Regions from separate parts of the Zea mays genome. Here all the other regions are linked to region 2. A link is a contact called in public Hi-C data. All regions are on one chromosome and are shown on one strand. The core of a region is the stretch at or near the end of the contact, and the rest is flanking DNA. Distances in the headings are between cores, read along the strand shown. Region 1 holds the start of LOC100285173 (50S ribosomal protein L11, chloroplastic-like). Region 2 holds the start of LOC100191905 (Peroxidase 64). Region 3 holds the start of LOC100282187.

Region 1 (4,227 bases), core at 280-2,779, 180 kb after region 2:
ATCTTAGATCTATGCTTTGGCTAGGAAAAGACAAGGGGATTTTTTAACCCTAGTTTGAAACTCGCTCATGAAATTCGCTCACACGTAAGTCAAGTTCAGGACTTGAGAAGTGCTACTTAAACCAGGACTCGAAAAGTGCTACTCAAACCACATAACCAAGTCAGCTAGAGGCCCTTTCGTGACTTACCTTAACACTCAAACAAATACTTGCATATACCAACCAGTTGAGACTTAGAATAGAAATAAACAACAATTATTTTATTTAATTGTATTAACCAGGATTAGAAACCTCTAACTATAACAAATATAACTTAGACTCGAATAAATTTCCTCTTCTCTAAAAGAAACTTATTTATGTACGCTGTATATCCAAAATATTTGAATTGTTGCAGAAGTTTATGAGAAAAGGAAATGGGATGCTAGAGCTGAAATAGAAATACCAAGTTACTGTTACACCCATACTGAGTCATTGCGCAACTGTCGACTGCTCTAAACTAGATTGAGCTGCAATCGCATTCGTTTCTGTTATACCAACATATGCCAAAAACAATATGGATTGTCTGAACTTAATAATATCTAGCAGAGTTAGACATTGGATGGCTAATCCAATGTGAAGAACCAACATATGCCAAAAACAATATTGGATTGCTGGAGGGTATTCATTTCCTTCATGTTGTGTTTCTTTTATAGATGCATTGGGTAATTTGATGAATGCGTCAGAAAACTCTGAAGAATAGATCCAAGCTAATGTACAGGGTGTGCACCTGCAGCCTTGAGTAGCAGGACTGAAGCCGGAGGGGTCTTCAAGACGAAGGTAAAGCTCTTATCCTGCAAAATGCGAAGCAAAGTAACCAGCATTATGACAACCATAACAGCAATCGATTCTCGCTTCTGCCCAAAGTAGGACGGACAGCATTAGTCTCACTCACATCAAACACGGTGATCTCGACGGGGATGATGTAGCCGGGCTTGTCGGCCGTCTTGGCATTGTACTCCTTGCAGAACGCCATGATGTTGACTCCCTTGGCACCGAGCGCCGGGCCGACGGGCGGCGCCGGCGTCGCCTTGCCGGCCTCGAGCGCCAGCTTTATAAGGCCCACCACTGCAGGACAAGGAAGAGGTTAGGCGCAAGAAACGTCATCCCTGATGAGCCAGGAAAGGAATGCGGACGCCACGGGCCTAGAGAGGCACAAACCTTTCTTGGGCTTGCCTCCCGGCTTGGGAGGCGCCATGGCCCTGACGGCAAGCGTCCGCCGCGAGGAGGGGCCGGCGGCGGGCGTGGGAGCCAGCGGCCGGAGAAAGGACGCGGGGGCTCCGAGGAACGGGGAGGAGAGCTTCCTAGTGGGAGCGTGGGATGGGCGGCCTTGGAGGGATAAGGAGGTGGTGGCCATGGCTGTGTTCATCGCGGCGCGGGGGAGGAGGGGAGCCGGGAGCGGGAGATAAGCAGCGCCGCGAAGGAGCCGGGAACCTCTGCTGCCTGCCCCCTATCTAATCCGCTGACGAGGGGCAAGGCACTCCCCTCGTTGATACGCTTTCTCATAAGGAAAACGTACTTCATTTCTAAGGACGCCTGACACGTACTTCATTACAATAAGATTCAGGCCCTCGGGAATTTCAGAGGAACTGAGGAAGCATACATGAATCTTATAGAAATTAATTTATTTACAAGAAAAAACATAGTAAACGGGAAAAAATTCCCTGAAATCGTATTCCTACGTTTTTATGCGAAAACAACTGATTTTATAAAATTTCTCTGAAATTCCTGCATTTCAAAGGGACTTTATCAAGCTCACATTTCTGATTTAGGACAGTGAAATGACCACCTTACTTAAGGAATCTTTCCAGATATTTTTCTCTTGGTGAGAAGATTGATGGTGCACATGCACAAGCACGAGCGTTTGTTCGAGGAAAAAAATTGGACAGCAAGACGGCTCCTGCATCTGCTTCTCTCGAGTCATTTCCAGTTCAGTTTTGATTTTTTAGATAATGGATAATTATATCCGTCTTTGACCTCGTTAGGAGGATAGGGCTAAATTATTACAAGACCAGCAACTATCTGCCACAAGAAGAGGAACAAACCTCCCATACTAACAACGGCGAAACAAAAGGATAGATAGTTTGGTTACAGCACAATCCTATTTATAAACCTACATCCACTACGGGCGTAAATCCCCATTCCCACCATTTCTAATCGATGAAAGGCTGCCATTATCTTTCTCTTTCCATTATTTTTTCTCTTTCCGATTGGCTTTTCTTGAACATGATCGAGAGCCTAAGCCAACATGTTCCCTTAAAGAGCACATGTAAGAAAGTTAGCAAAGGAACATTACCAAAAACTAAATCATTCATACTAATCTAGATAGCCTAGCACAGAACTGACATACATGTAATTATCAGTTTTCTAGTTCTAGAGTTCACACCCAGAAGCCAATTCCCGAAAACATGGCAGATTGACCGAGGTGGTCTCAACCCAAAACACCAGAAAATGAGTCGCCACATATTGTTGGCAAAATGACATTGGAAGAATAAGTGTTGAATCGTTTCATCACTATCACGAAACACAAAATTTTTTTATTATCATGTCAATTCTGTTTAGCAAAGTTGTCTTTAGTAAGTATCACTCTACGAAGTAGGTACCATACAAATTTTTTTATCTTCAACGACAATTTTAATTTCCACAGAACTTTGTGATGGAAGACATAAACATTGTTAATCATAGTCCCATACATCGATTGAATAGTAAATTGCCCCGACATAGTTAAATTCTAACTAAAGTAATCCTTCTCAGTATTTAATCGAACATGTACAAGACAATGAATAAGGTTATACCATAAAACTAAGTCATGTCCCACCAAAGCTCTACATAAATATATATTCAGTGGCATTGAACTAAAGACGCTAGCCATTATGACACTTTTGTGTCGGACAATTTGGTATAAGGATGGATATTGCACCATGAGGAGTTGAATGCCTAACCATTTATCTTTCCAAAACCTGATTTGTTCACCAATTTAAGGAAAACATCCTTAACTCTCATGAGTCCAAACCAAAAGTGCGAGTCTCCTGACTTATGCGAAACTTTAGATAGAGTTTATTTCTTTAGATGTTTCTTTTTCACAATAGATTTTGCCACATGCCATCCTCATTAATCAGTTTGAAAAGCCACATGCTTAGCAAACATTTATTTTGCAAGTCAATATTCTAAATCCCTAAACCCTCGATATCCTTTGGTTGGCAAAGAATGTTCCATTTAGCAAGCCTATATTTCCTCTTATGGGATTCGCCTTGCCAAAAAAACCTAGATCGAAAGTAGTCTATTCTCTACAGAATTACCCTAAAGACTTCAAAAAAGACAACATAAACATAGTCAAGCTCGTAAGAACAAAAGTTAATCAACACTAGACGACCACCCACCGACATAAGTTTTTCTTTCCAACTACTTAGTTTCTTCTCAAACTTATCTTAAATGATTTTACAATCGCTATTTATAAGCTTCCTAAAATGCATAGGGATCCCAAGATATCTAAAAGGATATTCCCCACATTTGCACCCAAAGAAATTAATATATTGAACCTCAACGTCTCTGGCCTGACCAAAACAGAATAACTCACTTTTGTAATAGTCAATCCTTAGGCCTGAAACTTGCTCAAAAACACATAAAAGTTTTATGTTTCTGCTTTTTCCAAATTGTGGTCCATAAAGATCAGAGTGTCGTGAGCATATTGTAAAATGGATAGCCCGCCATCAATTAAATGGAGAATAAGACCATCATCTTTTCTCGATTAATTAAAATCTATAGCATATTTACTACAATATTGAAAAGAATTGGAGATGATGGTCTCTTTGACGTAAACGTTTTTTTGTCGAGAAATTATCCCCCACCTAATCGTTAACTTTTATCCCCACATGACCACCAGCCATCATCGAATTTATCAAGAACACCATTTGCTAGAAAAATCTTTCCCCCGTAATGTTTGTTGCACAAAAGGCCATTTCACTTTGTCATACGCCTTTTCAAGGTCTATCTTAAGAATATACAACTATCTAATCCGCTGGCGAGGGGCAAGTTGTTCCCCTCGTTCATACGCTTTCTCACAAGGAAAATGTACTTTAGTTCAGGACAATAAGATTTAGGCCCTCTTTAGAACGTGGGGATTTTAGAGAAATCATACATCAATTTTATAGAAATCAATTCATTTTAGATAAAACACAAGAAACAGAAAAAAA
Region 2 (4,377 bases), core at 1,398-3,897:
ACAGCGCCACCATCTCGGCCTGGCTCAGCCCCTTGGCGCCGAACGCCTGCGTCAGCTGGCTCGCGCTCGCCGTCGGCGGCGGCAGGTTCGCGCCCGCCTCCTGCGCCGAGGAGACGTTGCCGTCCCTCCGCCCCGCCGGCACCTGGTACGCGTCGCCCCCGACCTGCAACAAACGCAGCCAGAGACCAACACAGAAGCGTCAGCAAGAGAAGGCAGCCAACGCGACGCGAACGCCAGCTGAGGTGGCACGTGCGTGCGGACCCGGAACGTCCGGTGGGGCGGGCGAGACCGCGACGGCAGGGCATGTGGGCGTGCCGGGCCCGGGCAGGGCAGAGCACATGGGGTGCGCGTCGGATCCACGTACTAGAACCATGCGCCCGACGTGCCCACGCCGCGTTCCCGAGGCCGCCGCGCTGGTAGTGGTAGTAGTCTCGTAGCTTTCGCTCCTGCCTCTCCCTCCCGGTCACGAGACACGGACGTGAAACCGCCGCCGTATTGTCACGGTGGCTGGCTCGACGCGACGGTTCCGTGTCAGGTATAGCGGCGTGCTCTGTTTGGCAGCTGGGAAATGGAAAGTTCTGCTGCCTACGCTACGCTCTCTGGGCTACCTGCAACTGCCACGAGTGACGACGGTGTGACACCGACCTCACTCTCCTCTCGCCTGCTGAGCTGATGGTTCCCAACAAAAAAGAAAAAGGAAAAAAACTGTAGCAGCAACTTCGAGCAAGCAGCATGTTTAGTTTAACACTGAAGGCTATATCTGTTGGCTTAACCGTATCAAATCTGTTGACCAGCAGGTTTGATCCTGCCATAGAATCAGCTGAATCGAAGCCCAAGGCAAGTGGAGAATCCCTACCGCTGAGCAGTGCAGTGCACTCTCCCAGCTCCTAATGCCATCCTCACCTCCAGAAGAAGGTTTTCGAGGGAACTGGAGCTATGCTGAGCCATGGAGGGCGACACGACGACACGAGCATGTGCCGCCGCTGCTACGGACACCCACCGGCCGTTAGGTTAGGCCCGTGCGCGCGGTAACGTACGAACCGAGCCAAGCAAAACCGAGGTGCACCTAAAGCAAAAGGACGGCTCGCCTCGAGTCACCTTCTCTCCTCTCTGCCACCGTGTAGAGATGGCCAAACGGGCCGGCCCGGCCCGGCCCGGCCCGGGCCCGGTGAAGCCCGGCCAAAACCGGGCCGGGCCTGCTGAGCCATCGGGCTTAAGTTTCTGTCCAAGCCCGGCCCGTAGCGGGCCTAAACGGGCCGGGCCGGCCCGTTTAGCACGAAAAAACGGACCAAAAAGCGGGCTAAACAGGCCGAAAAGCACGTTTTAGTGTAAAAAAACGGGCTTAACGGGCTTAGAGGTAAACGGGCCGTGCCGGGCTAGCCCGCCGTGCCTAGTTTCCTGTCCAAGCCCGCCCACTTATTTTACCGTGCCGGGCTCGGACCGGGCCCAAAAAGCGGGCTTCGTGCCGGGCTCACGGGCCTCGTGCTTTTTGGCCATCTATACCACCGTGTGCCGGCCGTGCGTGCTTGCTTCCGAGGCAGTACGTGCAGTGCAGTGCAGGACATGGCATTGTTGGGTGGAGTTGCCAAAGGCTGGACAGCCTTCCATTCCAAAGCTGCTTTCATGGCAACCATCCATCCCCCACATCCTTTTATATTTGATGAAAAAGAAAGGAAGCGTCCAGAAAGGCGCGGCTGGGCCATGCCTCTTCACTCACGTACGTACTCACTGCGCGTGATCCTAGACCGATTTCGCTCTACCTTGGGATGGGAATAGTTTTGTTACGTTGTTACCTAGCGCTGACCAAAGAGAACCGGAGAAGCTGCTAGCTAGTGGAAGAGCAGCTAGCTAGTGAGGGGACGAGCAGTGCGTACCAGCGCGAGGGCGTCGCGGGCGGCGAAGGCGAGGACGTCGGCGCAGGAGACGACGCCGAAGCAGGCCTGCTCCAGCCGCGTCTTGGCGCTGTCGATGACCTCGAACCCGCGCAGGCTGGCGTTGGGCGCCGCGTCCTTCTCCGCCTGGTTGCCCGCCGACGAGTCCAGCAGCACCGACGCGTCGCACCCCTGCAATACCAATAATACGCGTAATAATGAACAGAGAGGAAGGAGGATCCACATGCAGCTACGCGCGCAATCGAGGCACCCGGCCGGCCCGTCCCCACAGTACGTGACACCACCACCGCCACCACCAACCACTTTGCATTGGATCACTCGAGGAGGGCGGCTAGCTAGCTTGCTTAATAATTAGCCGCTTGGCGCACTGACCCTGACGAAGCAGTCGTGGAAGTGGAGGCGCAGGAGGCCCGCGGCGACGCCGGGGTTGCCGGACGCCGCCTTGCTCACCTCCTCCTGCACGATGATCTCCGCCGCCGGGCACAGCGTGTCGTAGAACCCCACCTGCAGCTGCTGCGCCCGCGACACCACCGTCGCGACCGCCACCACCGCCGCCCACACGAGGGCCGTCGCCGCTCCTCGTCCCACCATCCTCCTCTCCGGCCTGGGGAGCTAGCTAGCGCTACACTCCGTCCGGCGGCTTCGAAAAGGCCACCTTTTCTTTCGCTCCTCACCTCGATCGCGCGCGTGTCGTCGATCGATCGGTGCCGCTGGTTTTTCTTCCTTCTTGCTCCGGTGACAGCTAGCTGCGCGGTGTGTGTGGTGGAGTGGAGCTAGTGGGACTCCGGTCGGTCCAGGCGGTTTTATATATAGGGCAACTGGCATAGTGGGGGTGCATGCACATCCCATGTGGGAGGGGGCCATCGATACTGCTTAGTAGTGTGGAGCCGAGGAGAGAGAGGGAGAGACGGGTGCGGGCCCTTGTGGTGTATGATTGATTGAGATTTGCGAGAGGGATGAAAGAAAAGAAAAGCAGACGCTCAACAAGGAAGAATTAAAACGATGCACGCATGGGATCTGTACAAATGGTCGTTCATGCCTTTTTGGGTTTTGATCTGCTGCACTGACGCATGATGGAAAAGCGTCCATCTTGTCGCCTGGCGACTTGCATTGGCGAGCTATCCTTCTGTTTTCAGAGTTACTATCCGGCATGGAACTTTCTTCCCAATTCCCATGCATGCAAGCTACGAATGCGTACAACAGTGGGTCATAAATTTAGGATTCATTATCATGAATCCTAACGTACATTTATGATTAACTTTGTCCGCCTCTATCTGTTTTATTTATTTCGTATGATTAACGCTCATAACTTTATAATAAAATACGTACAGATGTCGGCCCCGGTTGCTTGACAAAGTAAGGTAATCAATGTCAGTGCAGTGCTTATGAGGCATCATCATCATGTTCTTGAGAGTTTTCGTCGTCCACGACGAGCGTCAGCAGGCGGCCGGGAAACGCGCGATAGATCACGCCAGCTACCCCCAAATCCGCGGGCACCCGAACATGCATTTGTTTGCTTCGTGGACGGATTAGACTCCTAGCCGCGCGCCTACGTTACATTACATTATAATACTTACACGTACTGCATATGGATCATTGAGAAAGCCTTTCTTCAGACGCATGATTATGCCATTCTTTTTTTTTCCCCTCTGCGCCATATATATGCTTGGTATGAGTGCTAGCTAGTAGTAGTCCGTAACAAAGACAAGTTTACGAGTGCTCGTGCGTACACGTGTGGTTAGTTAGTTAGGAGCAGGCAGCTGACGAGGCCACAATAGATTCTGGCATCAGAAGTGGGGTTAAAAAAAAAAAAAGAAGCCTCACATCCGAGTGCCTTCCACGTTAAAAAAAAAAAGGAGGCAGAGAGCTTTTCTACAGCCGCGCCAGGCGCCATTCTTCAAGCTTTACCCAAAAGGAAGCATGGATGGATGCATCCACCAGTGCAGAGCCCGCCGTCTGGTCCACGCAGTTTGTTGGCTGGTAAAGCCGGGTCACGTACTGAAGAAAGAAAGATAGCTAGACTCTGTCTCTCTGAACCGAATGCATGGAATGCTGAAGATCTCTGAGATCTGAACCAGCCACTGCCGGTGTGGAAGCGGAGCTGGGAGCTGGAGACTGGAGTGGAACCTTCTTTTTTCACTGTTGTTTGTTGTTACAGCACCTTTTTTTATTATTGTTACAGACTGACACTTAGGTACAGCGCTGTGGTAACTGTTACTGTAACGTCATCCCAGCTCAGCCTCGGCTTCTGCTACAGCAAATAACGGCGTTGGCGCGTTGCCAAGTGCTAAGCTAGCAGCTATGTACTGCCAGTTTCATTCAGGTCCATGCCTCCGCGGCTCCGCCTGCCTGTCTTCGTACTCCTTCCTGCTACTCCAGTCCGGCTCCGGCGCGGTGCTGCACATGGAGGCAGGTCCATCAGGTCCGTGCCGTCGCCATCAGTGGCCAATCAGTCAGTAGATCATTTGACCCCAATTCCAGGAAG
Region 3 (4,041 bases), core at 1,089-3,588, 180 kb before region 2:
GTATTCAAATGGATAGATGAGAGAATAGAGAAACTCTATATATAGAAAGGAGTGTCCTCAAAATTTAGAGTCCGTTTTGCGGCTTTGGGACATGTATTCCAAGCTGTCCCAGCCGAGGCCCCATGCTCGTCATCTTCCCCGGCTTCTATCTTCTCCTCTCTGGCACGAGCTCCGTGCAAGCAAACTCGCGTTGGAGGTTGCCGTGATGCAGCCATGGGCGATGTCGTATTCATTGGATGTGTACAACAACACGTCGATAGCAGATGAATAGTGATTCTCTAGATGCATCGGTTTTAACATAAACTCTAAATTTTAGCGCATTCTATAGCGTTCTTTGTATGATGTCCTCTAAATTTAACGTACATATTAATTTAGCGGGTTTTGTTGGAGATAGCTTAAGGTTGCAAATTAGTGCTAGTGGCGAATTTATGGAGCAAAGCCCGCAAAAAATGCTACGCGGACGGACAACACTTGGCGGCGGACATACACACTGTCCGGCTTTTCGCAGGTCTACTGTTGCTGGCGGCTGCACTGATTATCGCGAACACTAGTGGCTAGCTTTCCCAGTCCCAAGGCTTTTTTCCGGCGATGCCCACCCCACCCAACAGGCAGAGCCCTCGTGCAGGCAGGCACTCGATGGCTGCTGCTGAAAGCTTGCAATATTTAACCGGCGTAGCACTAGCAGTGGCAACCACGACCACGATCGCCGACGACCAAACCTACCTAGTACTAGCGGCTACTGGCTACTGCTACGCCTACGCCTCAGGGTTCTCTATGCTCAGCTCTCCCGCGCGGGCGCGCACGAAAATGGAGCAGATCGACTAGTAAAAAGCCGCGCGCCTTTCGCTGTCGCAGGAAGATGCTCTGGTGTCCCATTTGCTTTGTCCCTGTCTGAACAGTGGACAGTCGGGGGAACAGGAACACCATGGGCACGCATGGCGCTCGGACCGTGGAGTGGATAGAGAGTGGCCATTGCCCGTTGTCGATTGCATTGCTACTACTCATCCATCCATTTGGTACGGTTCTGTTACACGCGCACGAGCTGACGAGCACATACACACACACACACACCGCCTGTCGACGACGAGAGCGCGACTGAGATCACATGACGGAGCAGGCGTTGACGTCGTCGTCGTTGAACATGTTGCTGACGGGGTCGGCGCCGCGGTGGGGCTCGTGGAGCTGTCCGTGCTTGTCGCCGTTGTAGCCGTGGCGGTAGTAGTTGTAGGTGCGGCGGTACGACTCCTCGTCGTGGAAGTAGTCCTTGGCGCAGGTGAAGTGCATCGGCAGGTCCGGGTTGGGCCAGAACTCCGCCTTCTTCCCCGCGCGCCGGACCTCCTTGAGCACCCGGTGGCGGTCCACGTACCCCGTCACCGTCACCTTCTCCATCTCCACGTCCACCTCCACGGAGTCCACCCCGCGCAGCCTCGTCACCGCGTGCTTCACCACGCGCTCGCAGCCCGAGCAGCACATGCGCACCTTCAGCTCCACCGTCTGACGACCAAAGAGCATGGGTAGGGTGCAGAGGAGAGGAGTCATCAGTCATACATGTATGAGAAAAAGGCTCTTCGTTCTCTGTCCCTCTTTATTTATTTTTTTTCTTTTCTATCCCTTTCTCGCTTTCTTTTCAGGAAGCATGCTCTGCATGCAGAGGTCGTCGCTGTTCTCAACAGGAGCGCCAGCGCCCGCATCCGCCAACGGTCACCGTATGCGCCAAGAATTCGAACAAGAAGAATAAAAATGGTGGCGGACACAGAAGAAATATGTGCATGTCACGTCGCACTCGCGTAGCCAAGTCGCCGTGCTCGCATGCGTGTCTACTACCTACCCTGCCGCCCGACGAAAGAACAGGGCACCGCAAAGCAGACAGACGACAGAAAGAAGCAGAGGCAGAGGCAACGGACGACGCGCACCTGCAGCGACAGCGGCCTGCTGCTCCGGCCCATGGCCCTGCGCCCGGCGAAGGTGCCCTCGTGGTAGTGCAGGGTGCTGGCGCTCGTCGGGTGGCTGCTGTAGTAGTAGGCGCCGCCGCGGTGGTGGCCGGCGGATGACGGGTAGAAGCAGCAGAGCAGGAAGTTGGTCAGCGACGACGACACCGACGACATGGCTGGCTGGCTGGCTACTTATACTGCGGCTAATCTCTCCCGCGCGCCTGGGAAGGAAGGAAGCTAGCTGCCCCTCTCTGCGGGTTCACCCACCCTTGGTTGCCCCGCCGCGCCGTGCACACGCCTGCCTGGGCTTTCTTTGCTTGCGTTGCGAGGTCGGGATGGATGGCGTTGGACGCTGGAGGAGTCGAGTGCCCTCTCGCCTCTGCCCACTGCCGCTGCTTTTATTCTCTCGCCGCCGCTGCTGCCGCGCCCTACTCTTTTTATTCTTTTTCCGCCCTCGTATTGGTGCTTGAATTCTGGGAGGGAAAAGAGGGGGCCCTGGTCTGCTCACCTAGCTTGCCGGTCCGCCGGCCGGTACACATGTTCTGCCACGTCTGCCGTGGACTACTAGTGCTACCGAGCACTAGTAGTTGCTAATCATCATCGTCTGTTGATGTTCATAGGGATTTTGAAACGCCGAAAGCTAGACTACCGCCAGCTATTATGTTTAGGATGTCCAGAAAAGTATCTAAAAAATAAATGAAAAACAAGGGTATTCAAACTGTGGTTGATAAGTTAAGGAGACAGTACTTACACCACTAAACTAACTACTCTTCTCTAATCTTAGAGTGTGTCGTGGTCTATATGGGCTATCCACTGAGTCTGTCCCTGTAGGCTAAGAGAAAGATTACGCGAGACGTGTGTTTGTTGTTTTGCTGCTGGCAAAGACATGCAATAAAAAATTTATCGAATATAATATGGCCAAATAAAAAGGTCGTACAACCATCTAACATTTTAGAAATAAAAAGTATAAAATGTTAGAATATAACATAAGTAAATTGTTCACCTCTTACTATAAGGTTAAGATTTTGGGTTAAGCTGGTTGGTGCATTCAACTTAATATGGTATCAGAGGGACACAAGTCGAATTCTGGTTAGCACAATTAAATAAAATAATTGGTGTTCGCTCCTATATTCCACGTCAGAGACCTAAAAGAGGCTCGACATGAGCGGGAGTGTTAGAATATAATATAAGTGAATTGTCCACCTCCTCCCATCAACTTAAGATTTAGGTTGAACTGGTTGGTGCATGCAACTTAATATAAAAGTCATGACATCTTAAAAATAAAAGGTATTAAAAAATAGCAAATACCACACATATAATTGTATGAGAATTGATGGATCTGGTGTTGTCAATTAGATTTATGGTACCTGGACTCTATTGTTTTGCTCTGTATATTACATTGTTTGCATAATGCAGTTTGTAATATAGAGTGAGATATGGAGTCTGCTGGAGATAGTTAAGCTGTTTGATGCTGGCGGCGAGCGTGTCATACTGAGCCTAGAACACGTGGAGTGTTGTTGTGCTAGATCTCCTTGGAGCAATATCGTGCATGCTTGTTTTAGAACCAGATAGCCATCGGGGGCGGCTGTAGGTCTAAGAGCCCAACTTTACATGTTGTCGTGATGTGTTGTGTCGTCACCGTGGATGTGTCAAATAAATTAAATACAACCGCTACTTAGAGTAATATTTTTATACCTACTATTTTTATACTAATACATATAGTTTAATGGGTTTTTGGCTAGGATGGTTCGTGGTCCACACAGACCACCCTCTAGCTTCGTCAACGTTATGGCGGTAGAGAACAACAACAATGGTTAGAAACAAAGGTCATCTTCATCCATTTCCCCCACATTTCTCCCATATCTATACTTTCGATTATAATTTACTACATCACCCTAAAAAATACCCCCATGCATATACAAGACCCCTCCGATCATTCTCCATATCCAGCTCCCCGATATACTGTAATTAAGTTATTTAACATATTTTCATCAGTCTTTGGATTTTCAAAAAACATAAACTATTTACTACTATAATATGCATTATTATCAAGTTAAATAGCTTGAAAAAGATTAATATGGTAAAGAAATGACGTAAGGAATATATGAGG

Evidence for each region. A called contact is a pair of places that touch in the nucleus more often than the background predicts.
Region 1: a contact with region 2 is called in a Hi-C map of ear, with 5 times the contacts expected there. The contact joins the promoter of LOC100285173 here to the promoter of LOC100191905 in region 2. A contact is called at or near these places in 6 of 25 Hi-C or Micro-C datasets (ear, endosperm, leaf and 2 more).
Region 3: a Hi-C map of leaf shows a contact between it and region 2, with 2.4 times the contacts expected there. The contact joins the promoter of LOC100282187 here to the promoter of LOC100191905 in region 2. A contact is called at or near these places in 3 of 25 Hi-C or Micro-C datasets (ear, leaf and tassel).

The regions. Positions count from the first base shown.
Region 1 is chr1:4,855,136-4,859,362 of Zm-B73-REFERENCE-NAM-5.0, forward strand. LOC100285173 (50S ribosomal protein L11, chloroplastic-like) reads right to left here and starts at 1,530. Exons shown (of 4, transcript NM_001158067.1): 1 at 1,196-1,530; 2 at 930-1,102; 3 at 765-828. The coding sequence starts at 1,403.
Region 2 is chr1:4,672,900-4,677,276 of Zm-B73-REFERENCE-NAM-5.0, forward strand. LOC100191905 (Peroxidase 64) reads right to left here and starts at 2,648. Exons shown (of 2, transcript NM_001137329.1): 1 at 1,875-2,648; 2 at 1-163. The coding sequence starts at 2,117. It also overlaps a transcript of LOC100381417 not described here.
Region 3 is chr1:4,488,962-4,493,002 of Zm-B73-REFERENCE-NAM-5.0, forward strand. It overlaps LOC100282187, which reads right to left and starts at 2,339. Exons shown (of 2, transcript NM_001368941.1): 1 at 1,914-2,339; 2 at 975-1,494. The coding sequence starts at 2,105. The coding sequence ends at 1,102.